Regions from separate parts of the Ovis aries genome. Here region 2 is linked to region 1. The links are chromatin contacts, called in public Hi-C maps. All regions are on one chromosome and are shown on one strand. The core of a region is the stretch at or near the end of the contact, and the rest is flanking DNA. Distances in the headings are between cores, read along the strand shown. Region 1 holds the start of NHLRC1 (NHL repeat containing E3 ubiquitin protein ligase 1). Region 2 holds the start of LOC121817444.

Region 1 (2,513 bases), core at 10-2,509:
CCAGTCAACCTTGTAGACTTTTACAGAATGGGCCGCGCTGTCCAGCACAAGAAGAGAACTCTCCTTAGTGAAGGTCAGCGCCACGGGATGCGAAAGACCGTGGGTGACGATGGGCTTCAGCACTGGAAACTCCTCGGGTTTGCCTAGACAGAGGACAGCCGGACTGGAAGTATCGGCAACCACCACGTTGCCCTGATGATCGAAGGCCACGGCGGAGGCGGTGATCTTGGAAGGGAAAAAGAGGCTTAGCCCAAAGGAGTCCACCTGGCCGATGAGCTGCATGCTCGCGCTGAACACCTTCACGGTAGTGCTGCTGCAGGTGCCGGGCCCCAGCGGGTGCTCGACGACCGCGATGGCCCCGGTGAGCCAGGACACCGCCACCCCCCGCGGGCGACGCAGGTGAGCCTGCAACCTTTCGGTCCTCCGGAGGACCCCTTCGGGAAAGTCGACTTCCAGGAGGTGCAGGGACCCCGCCTCCGCGTCCGTGACCAAGACCCCATTCTGCGGGGTGGTCTCCACACCCCACGGCAAGCAGAAGTGGCCTCCCAAGACGAGTTTGATCTGGCCGAAAAAGTCAAATACTTTGAGGGAGCGGTCGCCGGCGTCGGTGACGACCACGTGGCAGTCGCTGGTGACCGTGACGTCAACCGGGTACCGAAGGTCCTGGGCGGCGTCCCCCTTCTCTCCAAACTGATGCGCGCAGCCTCCCCCGGAGTCGAAGACCTTGACTCGCCTCTTACCGTCGTGCACCACCACGACCCGCCCCGTCTTGGGACACAGAGCCAGCCCGGTGGGGTTGACCAGGGTCCCCCAGCCGCCGAAGGCGTGCTGGCAGGTGAGGACCCCCGCGGCGGCGGGCGCGGCGCGCGGGGCGGCCGGGCCCGGCCGCAGCGCGGAGCCCAGGAGCTCCAGGAAGTGGAGCACCGGCAGGCAGTCGCTGGTGTCGCAGCCCCGGCAGGCCCGCCGGCAGAAGGGGCACTCGAGGGCCAGCGTCCGCGGGTGCGCCAGGGCGGCCACGCAGGCCAGGCAGACCACGTGGCCGCAGGACAGGTTGCGTGGGCGCCGCTGCTGGCGGTGGCCGAACCGCTCGAAGCACACCTTGCACTCAAGCAGGCTGGTCTCCGCCTCGCGCAGCAGCTCCCGCAGCGCCGGCCCGCTCCCAGCGGCCTCGGCCCCCATCGCGCGGCCCCCGCCCCGCACGCCCGGCCGCGCCGTCTGCCTGCAGAGCAGGACGCCGCGCCGGCGCGGCCTGGGGTCACGGCCACGGGGCGGGGCCGCTGGGCCTGACGTCCACTTTGTCCGGCCGCTCGGCCGAGACCTGCCGCCCCCTTGTGGGCGCGCGCGGCACTGTATCCGGAGAGGCGGACAGTGGATTTTAACAAGTTCTAATCCACAGAGTAGACTGCGTGCTGCAGTCCATGGGGTCGCAAAGAGTCGGACACAACTGACCGACTGAACTCAACTGAACTGATCCACAGAATACTCATTGGAAGGACTGATGCTGAAGCTGAAACTCCAATACTTTGGCCACCTGATGCGAAGAACCGACTCATTGGAAAAGATCCTGATGCTGGGAAAGATGGAAGGCGGGAAGAAAGGGGGACAACAGAGGATGAGATGGTTGGATGGCATCACTGACTCAATGGACATGAGTTTGAGTAGGCTCTGGGAGTTGGTGATGGACAGGGAAGCCTGGCGTGCTGCAGTCCATGGGGTTGCAAAGAGTCGGACACGACTGAGCAACTGAACTGAAACTGATCCACAGCCTAGACAGCGTTATTAAAAAGCAGAGACATTCCTTTGCCAACAAAGGTCCATATAGTCAAAGCTATGGCTTTTCCAGTAGTGATGTATGGATAGATGTGAGAGTTGGGCTATAAAGAAGGCTGAGCACCAAAGAATTGATGTTTTTGAACTGTGGTGTTGGAGAAGACTCTTGAGAGTCCCTTGGACTGCAAGGAGATCCAACCAGCCCATCCTAAAGGAAATCAGTCCTGAATATTCGTTGGAAGGACTGATGCTGAAGCTCCAATACTTTGGCCACCTAATGTGAAGAGATGACTCATTGGAAAAGACCCTGATGCTAGGAAAGATGAAGGCGGGAGGAGAAGGGGACGACAGAGGATGAGACGGTTGGATGGCATCACCGACTCAATGGACATGAGTTTGAGTAGGCTCTGGGAGTTGGTGATGGACGGGGAGCCTGGCGTGCAGCAGTCCATGGGGTTGCAGAGAGTTGAACGGGACTGAGTGACTGAACAACAATCCACAGCACATGGTCAGATCTGTAATCTTCACACCAATCATGGATGGAGCATCTTCCCTTTACACTTGAGGACACCTATTGAGGACAAGCAGGCTGCCCCCTGGAACCCAGCAAAGTGCCCTCTGATTTCCTGTCAGCAGCACTGGGTGCTAGGGGCTCGGGCTGGCCAGGTGTGAAACCTAGTCTCAGAGCTCATGACGCTTATGAACTATCGGGAAAACACAGATGCACGAGGGAAATTAAAACC
Region 2 (2,513 bases), core at 9-2,508, 290 kb before region 1:
TATCTGGGGGAACACTGGTGGGAGTTGATAGTAGCCAAGACTTGTAACCATTAGTAGAGAGCTACCTAATACTATAAACTACGAAATTTCACTATTAAGAAACTTCTCCCAAATCTTTACTTTTAAAATTCTGTTTTTAATGATACAATTTAACAACAGCACCAAACATGTTTAACTGTTAAATATTTATCATCATCTGGAATAAAGCAATCTAGAAGTCTACCTTTTATAGTATGCAACAAGTTATCAGACCCTTTTGCTATACTTTTTATAGGTTTAAGGCCCACACTTACTTCCTACCTTACTATCAGTGAAAAGTTTTATAAGTGACTTTTATTAGAAGGTTTTCAACATTTTCCCACTCAATCCCCCGTTAACAAGCAAAACTTAAAATACTTAACTTTCTCAGAATCAAATATCTGAGGATAAACTCCTATTTTTATAATTTCAAACACCCACGAGTGCACAAGGTGGTTAAATTTCAAGACCACCAACATTCCTGTAGTGTCGAAAGTACCTAAACTTCTAGAATACCCATTGCAATATTAAAATATTTTGTGCATGAGATCAGAACTGGAGTCCCAGTCAACTGTGCATAATGGCCAATTCTAGTCTCCAAAATAAAACGCGCGGGTGTGTGTGGGGAGGGGGGGGAAAGGTTGGACAAAAGTGGGGAGGGAAGAGTCTCGCGACGGAAAAACAGACGTAAGTGCGGAGAGGGACTTTCAAAATGCCCCAGTGCCACTAACCATATCCCGGTTGAAGAAAAAATTAAATAAGCCAGGGCTCTTAGATCGGGGAGGGCCACGGGGAGATGGAGAATTTAAAGGATGGAGAATAAGTTATTTCACTTTCCCTGTAACAGCGCCCCCGTCAAGCCCCAGGTAGGTACCCTGGCGGGGTGAGGATCGGAGGAGTCCTTGGGGCAGCCCCCCTCCCCGCACGCGCTGAAACGCGGGAGACTAGAAATCTGCAGGCGTGGGGGTGGGGGGCCCTCCCAACCACAGCATTTTCCCTTTTCCCTTGAGGGACATGAGTAATTAACCACCCCCCCTCCTCCAAGCTCCTAATCCCCGCCAAAAAAAGGGGGGGGGGGGGGCAGAATTCTAGGCCCACCGTGGGCCTCGTACTTGTGTTCCCGCCCTGCGCCCAGGCCCGGGGAAAGCCCCGGGGCGGAGAGGGCCAGGGTGCGGGGCGGGGGGTTGGTGGAGAGAGGAGGCCGAGCCACACGTGTGCGCCGCAGGGCTGGCCGGCCTCAAGCCCACTTCCCGTCGCCGCCCCGGCGGCCTCGGCTCCCGCCGCCTCGCCCGGGGCCTCCCCGACGCTCCACGTGGGGCGCCAGGGCCGCCCCCCCCGCCCCCCCGCCGCCCCGAGGGCCCGCGAAGGGACCCCCTCACACAGAGCGCCGGGGCTCCCTTACCTGGTGCTGCGGTCGCCCCTGCTGGTAAGGCTTCATCGGGCCCTGGTGGCAACGCCGCGTCCGGATCTTGCCGCCGCCACCGCCCCCTCCTCTGCCTCCGGCTCCCGAGGCCATGGCGGAGCCTCCGCGGCTTCCCCCTCCGGGGCGGGAGAGGCAGAGGCGGCCTCAGAGGACCCCCGCCCCCCGCCTCGCCTCACCCGGCCCCAGCCCCCAAGAGTCCGCCCGCGCTGCCCTCACAGCGGGGGCCCAGGCCCACCGGGAACCGCGGAGCGGCGAGCAGAAGCGGAGAAGAGAATGCGCGCTGGCGGCAGCGAGGTGGGGGGAGCGGGGCGGGGAGGCCACAGAGGCCGAGGAGCTGGCTCTCCGGTCCCGCAGGCTCCCGCGGACCCCCGCCTCTGTGTGTGTCACCGTCTCTATGGAGATTTCCCCCGCAGAGGACAACGCGAGCGGCCCCCGGCGCTGCTCGGGCCTAACTCGGCCGCCGGCTGATGGAGATTCTTCTTCCGCACGCCCCAGCCGTGTAGCTGCCGCAGTTGAAGCCGCCGGCGCCGCCCGCCTACCCCTCCCCTTTGCGCACAGCGCCCGCCCCGCCGCCGCCGTCGTCGTCGTCGCCGCCGTCGTCCCTGCAGTCGCCGCTGTTGCGTCTATTGCCGCTGCTAAGGCCGCCGCTGCGGTCTCGAGCCAGAACACCGTCACTCGTCAGCGCCCGGCGAGCCTGCGTCATCACGCTGCGACCGGCTGATAGGTGAGGAAGGAAGGAAGGGCTGGTCGAGCCCGCGCTCTCGGCCGCGCGGGCCGCTGGGAAATGTAGTTAACGGGAGGAAGGCTAATTCTCGGAAAGGACGCGGAAGGAGAGAGGCACGGTTTGCCGCAGAGGCACAAAGCCAGGGGGGTTCCGTTCCTTTTCCTGTGCTCGGCTATAAACGTAGACTTTGAAAGACGCATTTAACACAGAAGCAGTAACCTCCTTCTTACTCTCCTTCCTCGTGGTTGGTAAAGAGGACGGATAGTAAGGTAAAGAGGTAAAGTGAGCAGATAGTTAAATTAGACAGGAGCGAACATTATCTTATAAAAAGAAAAAAACCGGTTGAAA

What was found. A called contact is a pair of places that touch in the nucleus more often than the background predicts.
Region 2: a Hi-C map of muscle shows a contact between it and region 1, with 3 times the contacts expected there. The contact joins the promoter of LOC121817444 here to the promoter of NHLRC1 in region 1. A contact is called at or near these places in 2 of 16 Hi-C or Micro-C datasets (muscle and skin fibroblasts).

The regions. Positions count from the first base shown.
Region 1 is chr20:38,722,827-38,725,339 of ARS-UI_Ramb_v3.0, reverse strand. It overlaps NHLRC1 (NHL repeat containing E3 ubiquitin protein ligase 1), which reads right to left and starts at 1,259. Exons shown (of 1, transcript XM_027958731.3): 1 at 1-1,259. The coding sequence starts at 1,179.
Region 2 is chr20:39,014,737-39,017,249 of ARS-UI_Ramb_v3.0, reverse strand. It overlaps LOC121817444, which reads left to right and starts at 1,258. Exons shown (of 2, transcript XM_060403494.1): 1 at 1,258-2,165. The coding sequence starts at 1,533. The coding sequence ends at 2,162. It overlaps NUP153 (nucleoporin 153), which reads right to left and starts at 2,118. Exons shown (of 22, transcript XM_027958739.3): 1 at 1,421-2,118. The coding sequence starts at 1,534.